Linked DNA regions of Sus scrofa: region 2 is linked to region 1. The links are chromatin contacts, called in public promoter capture Hi-C maps. All regions are on one chromosome and are shown on one strand. Each heading gives the region's core, a stretch centred on a gene start, on an enhancer-like site or on the middle of the called end of the contact. The rest is flanking DNA. Distances are from core to core; before and after follow the strand shown.

The links. Promoter capture Hi-C pulls out the DNA fragments that hold promoters and counts their contacts.
Region 2: a contact with region 1 is called in a promoter capture Hi-C map of liver, with 6 times the contacts expected there. The contact joins the promoter of RBM14 here to the promoter of RBM4B in region 1. A contact is called at or near these places in 3 of 5 promoter capture datasets (fetal liver, fetal skeletal muscle and liver), 13 of 47 Hi-C or Micro-C datasets (adipose tissue, alveolar macrophages, blood and 8 more) and 2 of 2 datasets of contacts at active chromatin or transcription factors (alveolar macrophages and skeletal muscle).

Annotation. Positions count from the first base shown.
Region 1 is chr2:5,743,148-5,748,436 of Sscrofa11.1, reverse strand. RBM4B (RNA binding motif protein 4B) reads right to left here and starts at 2,163. Exons shown (of 2, transcript NM_001123188.1): 1 at 1,752-2,163. The coding sequence starts at 2,163.
Region 2 is chr2:5,797,935-5,803,223 of Sscrofa11.1, reverse strand. It overlaps RBM14 (RNA binding motif protein 14), which reads left to right and starts at 2,466. Exons shown (of 3, transcript NM_001244221.1): 1 at 2,466-2,896. The coding sequence starts at 2,560.

The DNA.
Region 1 (5,289 bases), core at 914-3,413:
CACCTTTTTTTTTTCTTAGGGCCGCACCTGCTGCATACAGAAGTTTCCAAGCTAGGGGTCGAACCAGAGCTACAGCTGCCAGCCTACACCACAGCCACAGCAACGCCAGATCCTTAACCCACTGAGCGAGGGCAGGGATCGAACCCACATCCTCATTGTTCCTAGTCGGGTTCATTAACGGCTGAGCCATGAAGGGAACCCCTCACCTTTCATCATACAGTGTTTTCACGTCAAAACACTCTCACGCCTAGCACCTCATTCTGGGCTCACTATCATCCTGTGAGGGAGGTACGGCAGGGGTCATTAACTCTCCTTTCTAAGTGGGGAAATGAAACACAGCAAGATTAAGACACTTGCCCAAAGTTACACAAGTTACAACTTTTGCCTGTGCTTTAAAGAGTAGCTAAAGGCCAGGGCACCACTGGCTGAGGCAGAGATATCTGACACACTATTTGCAATCTCTACTACTGGTAAACTTTCTTACCCTTTTCTGGTCACCTTTTTCTCCTTTCCATTTCTTTTCTGTTTTCTAGGTTTAGTAGAGGACTCTTGAGTAAGTGTTAACAACCCCTTTAGCGGCACTCGAGAAAAAAGGTCTTAATTTACAAACCTGAAAAGTGGCTGTAAACCTGTTGTCCAAGATGATGCTGTCAACAAGAAACTTGTAGAAGAGCACTATGCACAGAACTTTCTGTGATGACGGAAATGTTCCATATCTGCATTAATACAGCAACCGCTAGCCTCATATGACTCTGAATGCTTGAAAGGTGTGCAGCACAACTGAGAAACCAAATCTTAAAATTTCATTTCAATTTAAAAGTCACATGGGGCTAGTGGCTACCACATGAGCACAGTTCTAGAGTCTTCAGACAACCTCCTGGCATTAACGACAACATATGTACCTTTATTAATAACATAAATAATACAGCAGCCTTACTGCAAATCTCATAAGCAGGACCATCACTCCCATTCAACCTAATATTTTTAGAAATTTTCTTTTTTTCCCTTCGAGTTAAATAACAGTAAGTGGAACAGTCTAGTCCCTGCCATGGTCTCTGGACCTGCTTGTATAGTTCACAGTACTGAGCAAATCTGAGCAAAGAGCTAATCCAGAGTCACCACCAGGAACACCTCTAGATGTCTCGGTTCTCCTTTCCCATAACTCATACCTCAAAGCAGTAAAGAGTATAAATCTTAACCATTTAAAATCTCAAAAAATAAATAAATAAATAAATAAAACTAAAAGGAACTCCCTGGTGCTTCAGCAAGTTAAGGATCTGGCATTGTCACTGCTGTGGTGTGGGTTCGATCCTTGGCCCAGGAACTTTCACATGCTGTGGCCGCAGTCCAAAAAATTAAATAAATTCTCTAATATAACACTTTCCATCATATCATAAAAGAAGCAGGTAAGCCACAGGCCTTCGTCCTCCCCTCTCCCATGAGGTACTCATTGGCCCAGGCAGATTAAACCTCCAACAGCACTTAAGTGAATGAAGGCTGCAGGATAAGGTAACCCCCACTGTTTGAGATTCTACAAAGTTGCTGAGGAACATCTTGGCAAAGGTGAAAAGGAGAAGTGTTTGCTTCTCCAAGAGTAAGTTGTGCTGAAGTGTGGTAAACATACAATCTATTATTTCCAACCGAAATAGAATGGAAGACACCACCCTACCAGACCCATGGTCCTGTGTTTCTGCCTCTGTCTAGAACTAGACCCCACTCACTCTCGCCACCCAGGCCCCAGGGCAGTTCACCTTGAAACTCTGTGTTGTCAAGGCCCCTGATGGCCTCCACCGCATCCTCTGCCCGCTCCATGTGTACGAAGGCATAATCTTTCACGATGTCACATTCGATGACTGGACCGTACTCCTCAAATTTGGCCCGAAGCTCTTGGTTGGTACAAGTAGGACTGATGTTGCCCACATGCAACTTGGTTGAAGCTTTGCTCTTATTCTTGCTGGCTTCCACGTTGATGTTCACCCCGTGCAGCTTGTAGTGGTGCAGGTTGCGAATGGCATCCTCGGCCGCCGTCTTGTCCTCTATGTGTACAAAGCCGTAGTTCTTAATGATGTCACATTCCAGCACCTTCCCATACTGCTCGAACAGTGAGCGGATCTCCTGCTCTGTGGCCTCCCGGGGCAGGTTCCCAATGAACAGCTTTACCATCCTGACAAGAGCCTGGGAGAAAAGAAACGAAATTTCCAAAAGTTAGCAGTGGAGGAGAAATTTTCGGTACACTGCATTTTGGATTAATCCTCCGAAGTTCTTGGCATCTTCAAGATCCTCACATAGACATTCATTATTCTTCCAAGAGCGGAGGGAAAAGATTTGCTTTGAAAGAGTAGTGTAAGCTCTGTGTAATGTGCAAACAGAGCGGGTGTCAGCATGCATTGCATAGTCCAACATCTCTGTAAAATGAGGCACATTCTAAGCACAGGGTTGGTTTAAAAAACTCTTTTTGGGGGAGCAGGTACGAGAAGACTCCAAGCTGGGAGCAAGAGGCATCTATCTGACTGTCCCTGGTAACAACGGTTTTGGAGGGAAATCTGGGTACCTCTCCTCCGTGCAGCATCACCTTTCACGATACTCTAGGAATAAAAAGGCCTCCTTGGCCCCAAACTAGGACCACCCCTCTTCAAGCGGCCCAACTCCAGTTCCTTCGCCCCAACAAAGACTCGACCTGACCCCTGCCCCGCCCCCTCCGGAGACCCGGCCCCGCCTCCTCCCGTTGTCTTCCCGGACCTCTTGCAGTGTGAGGAGAACGGCAAACCCTAGGCCGTCCCCGTCCGCCAGAGACCCGGCCCGGCCCGCTCCCAGGCCCCCCACACACCCACAAGAACCCCTCGCACCTCCGGGTGGCGGCGGCGGTGGCGGCGGCTCCCGCGTCAGAGAGAACCCTACAAAATGGCGACGGCCGCTCGAGCCTCGGCGGGACCGGGCCCTTTCTCGCGCGCCAGCTCACGCACGCGCGAGTGCGCGCTGCCTCCCTCCCCTCCCCCTCGCGGGAGCCGGGCGACCAATCCCGCGGCCGCATACAAATGGCTGCCCGGGGCTCGGCTCCCAGCCGCCCCGATACAGGGGCGGGGCCAGCTGGTGACGGCGCTGCGGCGCGGAGGTCAGCCCGCCCCCTGCCCCCCGGTAGCCAATCACCACCCTGGAAGGTGGCGGGTCGGAGCTCCTGCGTCAGAAGGGCTCTGGACGCAACCACTGCCTGGGTGAAATCAGAAGCCCGGGAGAGTCACTAAGCATCACAATGGATCGTGCTATTGGGCCATGGGGGTGGGGGAGGAGGGCAGTGGCTGATGACAAAGGGTTATCTCACTGGGTCCGCTAAAAGGCGGTTTTCTCAGAGGCCTGGCCATCCTCTACGGCCGCTTGGGAGAACGTTTGAGAAATACGGGCGCGCCACATTTTAGGCAAACCTAATCTTTCTTTGTAGAGTTTTTAAACATAATTAAAAATTTTTAAATTGCAAACATTATTCATTGGTGAGGAAACGGAGGACTAAAAATGGCAGAGCTGAGTAGCTCTAAGAGGCTAACTTAGTTAAGTTTCGTTTGTCATATGTATTGAAAGGCGAGTTTTCCCTCCCTAGCTAGAGAACTAGGCCCTAATTGTGTGTCATTCGCGTTTCTGGTCCTTGGCGAGCACACCAAAGGAATACCTGGTGTGCAGGCCCAGAGAGGGTGCTTGTTTCAGGGGTAGCCCAGCGTCCCCACGTGCACACCAAGCCGCGGGAGGGCTGGGAAATTGAGTTCCCCGGCACTTCCTCGCTTTCAGAACTCAGCTGTGGTCCAAGGGCACCTCCTGGTGGCAAGAAGGGAAGTTATTAATGTGAATTACTCGCTGTTAGCTTTGAACAAAGAATAGACATTTATGGAGATGGATGGCCTGAGCTTATCTGCAGGTAGAGCATGCCAGGTTGGTTGTCAGTCACCGTTCCTCCTTGATATCCTCTCAGATACTATCAGGCACAAATTCTCCAGGCTGCTCTCTTCCTGCCCAACTACTTTGTTATGTTTCTTTCCCTGAATTCTTTTTGAAATTCCGGCAATTTCAGAAGAGGCACTGTTCTTCCAATTCTGATAACACTCATGTTTGTCTCCCACCTAATTCTATTTCTCTCTCCTTTTCCCTCTCTTCTTGGTCATTTCCAGTTTCTCTCTACACTCAGACTTTTGAAACATGTGTAGGGACCTCCTTGCCCATTTCTGAAATAGTTTACAGTCATCTTCACCATTACTGTTTTTTTTTTTGTTTTTTTTTTTTGTCTTTTGTCTTTTTAGGGCCGCACCTGCGGCATATGGAGGTTCCCAGGCTGGAGGTCTAACTGGAGCTACAGCTGCTGGCCCATGCCACAGCCACAGCAATGCCAGATCCGAGCCGTGTCTGTGACCTACACCACAGCTCATGGCAATGCCGGACCCTTAACCCACTGAGCGAGGCCAGGGAGCGAACCTGCAACCTCATGGTTTCTAGTCGGATTCATTTCCACTGCGCCATGACCGGAACTCCCACCGTTGCTTGTTTTCTAACTTGGGTTTCTTCCTGTGTTCCAGCACAGACTTTGCAAATAGAGTCCGGACCTGCTGTCTGTCATTCACCGTCATGCACTGTCTTTTGAGGTCTTTCTCCAATTCTGCAAGTTTTCTGAGGTCACCAAAACTAATGGTGTTTTAGCAGTTTTCACCCTTTTAATATTTTCATTTTCACCATTCTTTTCTCCTCTTTTTATATTGTTCCTCCTCATAGCTCTGACTGTACCATTCCAACTCCTGTCCCCTCATCTATTTCCCTGTTCTCTCTCTGTGTGTGTGTGTGTGCGTGTGCTTTTTACGGCCACACCTGCAGCATATGGAGGTTCCCAGGCTAGGGGTCGAATCGGAGCTATAGCTGCTGGCCTACGCCGGAACCACAGCACCTCGGGATCCAAGCCGCATCTTTGACCTACACCGCAGCTCATGGCAACATCAGATCCTTAACCCACTGAGCGAGGCCAGGGATCAAACCCACAACCTCATGGTTCCTAGTCGGATTCGTTAACCACTGAGCCACGATGGGAACTCCTATTTCCCTGTTCTCATTTATTCCCTTTTACCTTCCTTCACCTTCCCCCATAGGCAACCATTAAATGACTTTAGTGTGTATTATTTTGTTTGTGTTCTTGAAAGACATGTCTTTTTTTTTTTTTAATTGAAGTATAGTTGATTTACAGTGCTGTGTTTCTGGTGTACAGCGAAGTGATTTCAGTTATATATACTTTGTTCATATCCTCTCCATTATAGGTTATTA
Region 2 (5,289 bases), core at 1,217-3,716, 54 kb before region 1:
TGCCGGTTCGGTCCCTGCCCCTGCTCAGTGGGTTAACGATCCGGCGTTGCTGTGAGCTGTGGTGTAGGTTGCAGACGCGGCTCGGATCCCGCGTTGCTGTGGCTCTGGCGTAGGCCGGTGGCTACAGCTCCGATTTGACCCCTAGCCTGGGAACCTCCATATGCCACGCGAGCGGCCCAAGAAATAGCAAAAAAAGACAAAAAAAAAAAAAAGAATTTCTGGCATCCATCACATTCCCCATCTCAGTTAACGGCAACTAGGTGCTTCCACCTGCCTGGTGTCATCTTTAACTTCTTTTTCTCACAACTCACATCTGATCACACACTGTGTTGGCTCTGCCCTAAAACTATATCCAAATCTGAACACTTCCCCTGGATTCTACTGCGGCCATCCAGATCCATGTCACCATCACCTCCCTGCTGGATTTTTGCAGTAGTGATAATTGTTCTGAGCAAAGGACTATTTTCTCTTTGTTTTTGTCCATTTCACTAGCAGCCAGAATGATACTAATAAAACTATGAAAGATAAGTCACATCCGATGAATATCTCTGCTCTCTATACTACTCATTAAGAGTGAAAGCCGGAGTTGCGGTTGCGGTGCAGTGGAAACAAATCTGCCTAGTATCCATGAGGATGCAGGTTTGATCCCCAGCCTTGCTCAGTGGGCTGGGGATCCAGTGTTGCTGTGAGCTGTGGTGTAGGTTGACAGCTGTAGCTCTGATTCCACCCCCTAGCCTGGAAACATCCATATGCTGCGGGTGCGGCCCTAAAAAGTAAAAATAAATAAATAAAAAGGTGTGAAATCCAAAGTTATTTCAATGGCCCATAAGGGGCTACACCTCCTCCTCAACCTTATGATGTATTATTCAATCTGCTCCCCTCCTAGCTGTACCAGTTCTTTGTGATTCCTTGAACAGACAGGCATGCTGCTGTGCCCCAGAACTTTGAGACATGTACTTTCTGGCTGGGATGATTCCCCCAGAAGATGAGTTGTTTGCTCCCCTCATTACTTCAAGTCTTTATCACTAACAGGCTATATGTTTTACTTAATTGATAATTATTATCTGTCTCTCCCCACCAAAATACAAGCTCCAAGGTCGAGATTTTTGTCACTTTTTTTTGGCCGTGCCTGCAGGTGTGTGGAAATACCTGGGCCAGGGGTCAAACCCAAGCCACAGCTGTAACCAGAGCAACAGCAGAGACAAAATCCGCTCCTTAACCCGCTGAGCCACCATGGAACTCCAGTTTTTGACATTTTTTAAATTCACTGCTGCATCCTTGGTGCTACCGCACAGGGTAGGTGCTCAAGAAAAGTTGAACTTGTAAGCAAATATTTCCCTGAGTTTATCACATGTTCTTATCTTTTGGATGCCTTCTGCTATGCAAAAGGTTTTGTGTGTGTGTGGCTTTTTAGGGCTGCACCTTCAGCACATGGAGGTTCCCAGGCTAGGGGTCTAATCAGAGCTACAGCTGCCGGCCTACACCACAGCCACAGCAATGCCAGATCCGAGCTGCATCTGCGACCTACACCACAGCTCACGACAATGCTAGATCCTTAACCCACTGAGCAAGGCCAGGGGTGGAACCTGCGTCCTCATGGATGCTAGCCAGATTCATTTCCCCTGAGCCACGACCCAAACTCCCCAATCTTTTTATTTACATACATGTCAGTTTTGAAGTTTTCCCTCTTTTATTTAAAGTCTCAACTTTTACCCCCTCAAGGACCTTTCTCTCGACTTCATTTCCTACTTTATGCAACTTTTTATTGTGGAAAATTTCAAGCATATACAAGAGTGATAGAAGTCATTCCTCGTTGGGAAATTCCCTAAAGGCAGCGGTGGCTCTGATTTTCTTTTTCTTTTTTTTTTTAAACTGTCTCCACCGTCTGCAACCTCTGGGAATGTGTTCCCAAAGACGGATTTAAAGGCACGAGGGTTTCTCCCGGGCAGATGCCTCTCAGGTCCCCTCAGACCGCGCAGCACTGGCGGCACTCCCGGGAGCCGTGTGCTGACCGAAGGCGTTCGTACTGGTTTCTCCCGCCAGGCCTGGCCTTCCCGAAGACACTCTCACTGCCACCTCCAGGCGCGGGTTTGGCCTAGGCTGCCAGACGCGGAGGGGCTCTGACTTCCGACTGAACAAAGTTTTTCCTTGGGGCCCGCCAACCCCGGCCCCACCCAGGTCAGAGGCCACCACGCCGACTAGGCCTCTCCGACGCTCAGCGGCTCCCAGCGCGCGTATTCCCTTCTCTAACCCTTTCCCCCGCCTCCCCCCCGGCAGTGGCGGTTGGTCGCGCGCCGCCGTCCCTCTCCCACCCCCTCAGCTAACGAGCGGGCTCCAGGTCCTCTGGGATTGGCTGCGCCTAAGAGCATCTTCTTTCAGCCTCTCTGATTGGCTGTAGGCCGCACAGGATGTGGGCTCCGATTGGCTAGGTAAGAGCGCCTGCGCGGCGGGGTTCTCGGTCGCCAGCCATTCCTGGGGAGGACTGCCGGCGGGTCGGACGTCTCGCCAGTCGCTGGAGGAGAGGTCCCGGCTCTCCGGGAGGGCAGCTGCGGCGGCAAAATGAAGATATTCGTGGGAAACGTCGATGGGGCGGATACGACGCCGGAGGAGCTGGCAGCTCTCTTCGCGCCCTACGGCACGGTCATGAGCTGCGCCGTCATGAAACAGTTCGCCTTCGTGCACATGCGCGAGAACGCGGGCGCGCTGCGCGCCATCGAGGCCCTGCACGGCCACGAGCTGCGGCCGGGGCGCGCGCTCGTAGTGGAGATGTCGCGCCCACGGCCTCTTAACACTTGGAAGATATTCGTGGGCAATGTGTCGGCTGCGTGCACGAGCCAGGAATTGCGCAGCCTCTTCGAGCGCCGCGGACGCGTCATCGAGTGTGACGTGGTGAAAGGTAACGCTGAGGCGGGGGGGGCGCGGGCGCGCTCGGGGCACTCTGCTTCTTAGCCACGCCCCTTTCCCGGGGGTCGGTCACTGAGCGGTTGGCGGTGGGGAGATGGCCGGAGGTGTTGGGGGCGCGTTGGGTAGAGACTCCCTCCTCCCTTGCGGTCCAGGCACCATTAACCAAATGGGAGGAAGCGGCTCTGGGTGGGTGCGGCGGCCACTGTGAGCCGAGCTGCGGGGCCGGGGACGCGCCTGAGAGACTTGGGAGGGTACCGGGGGCGCGCCTTCCACTGGTCTCCTGGGCCTGGTACCGAGCGGAAATTGGGAAGTGACGGGCAGAAGCCGGATCATGGAGCGGGGAAGATTTCGCCACTTCCCCACTTCCTCTCCAGACGTCGGTCAGAGGAAGGGAAAAGGGAAAAGGTGAGGGCTGACGCCCCAAGCCCACCCTCGTGTTCCCTCCCGATGAGTGCTCCCGAGCGGAAGGTAACGGGGCCCTTGGACGTTTTGGGGCTGGGATCTTTTAGTATTGTGTGGTTTGGGTCTATTCATAGGTATAGTTACTCCTGGGTACAGGAGGGGCCCCTTCTGAACCACTTTGGCCTTTCAGTATTGTTAGGGGAATTAGGCGTGGCAACTCTGCGCTTTCCAACTCCCTCAAACTTGTTCTTTTTTTCCTCTGGAATCGACTTTAACTGGAAACCCTGACCTTTCACGTGTGGATGGAGGCTTGTTTTGTGAAGTCTCCTTCTGAGCATCCAAGCTGGTGCCCCAGGGCAGTGTCCTTCTTTTATAAGCTTGGTGGTTTTGCAAGGTAGCACACTTTGTGGCTGAGGGGGACATGGGACCTTAACTTACTAGTCGTCTTGGCTGAAATAGTCTAGTTGTCAGGGGAGAGCCCTAGTTTGCTTCAAGAAAACTGTATCACCATAATTTAGGCCTGACTTCCTTTTTGGGACTCTCTTGACTTTTTTCATAGTCTGAGGGTTTATCCCCTAAGCTCTTTTTCTTTTTCGTTGGCAAGATTTGGAGGTACAGCCCTTGTGTATATGGCCGGTTTCTGTTCCACTTGGAACAGATCAGAGTTAACTTTGCCTTGCTGTCTTAAAGGATGTAATCTGGGAGTGAGTATCTGATCCCTTGTTTTTGGTGTTGGATTCACACCTGCTTATACCCTATGTGAGAAGTTCTGAGGATAGGAAATACATTTGAGAGCAGATGCTTACTCATTTCCATCAAGATACATCATTTGCTGTCCTGGAAAGGCGCATCTTTTAAGTTGTTCCTTATTCTTTCTGTAACTGGGGAAGTGTAAAGTATAAAGTCTCCACCACTAGGCGTAATTCATTCTTTTGCATTAGTACTGCAAGCTGTTTTCCTCAACTCAGGCTATGCAGATCCACGACTAACCAGAATCAGGCTTTCCTCCTGGGTGCTCTGATGAGGCAGGCTGTATGGTGCATAGATTTCTGCTTTTGTTTACACTGAAAGAGTGGGGAGGGCCTCCAGTTGGGCACCTGACCAGGAAATGGATGGGGGTATATGACTCATGAGAGTTCTGTGTTTAATTGACCTAGTATGTTTTATGTTTTTAAATTTTTATTTTTTGGTGGTTCTTAGGTAGGGTGGCTACTTGATTGGGAGTCTAGAAAGCAGCATCTGAGAGGATAGTCTCTGGAACTCATTGGTCAAGAAGCCTCCTTTGGGGTGGTAGAGAAAGCCGAAAATTTGCCTGAGTGCTTGGAACTGACATCAAGTGACAGTAGTGGGGGCGGGGGGGGGGTGAAGTGTGTAACTGCATGTGGTTTTTAGAACTTCTGGCTGATTCCTTGTGAGAATCCTAACGAACAAAAGTTTGGCGAATTTTGTCCCTTTGTAAATATTTGGCAGAAATGCATGGACTTCCTCAGGGAGTGATGGTTAGTTGTTACTTGTAGTTATGCTGATAACGTAAGAGAGCTCCAGTGTATGTAAGGGACTGTGGGAAAGATTTGAGGATCATATGCTCCTTTGATGCCTTTGTATTTGGAGTGAAGGAAAGTGAGGTTTTAAAGTTGGGAATGTAGTAGAAGAGCCTGGTTCTGGCCCCTTAAAGAGTGATCCATTTCTTGGTCTGGCAATGGACATTTGATTGAGTTGTCTTGTGTTCTTGCTGGTCTTTGAAAAGCACAGAAGCTTGGCATTGCATGGGACAACTAGTTCTGTTTCATTTCACAGGGGAAAAAAACTTAGTTGCTTTGTTCCAGGAGCTTAGATAAGATTTTATTTGTAGAGTAAAAAATCTCCATAGCAGCAGCAGATTGTGACCACTCTCCACAGCTACATTCTATTGGGTGTTCCTCTGAGAGTTGCTGACGGCTTTAGGAACGATTTAGATTTCCTGGAAGTCTGTAAGGCAGAAGA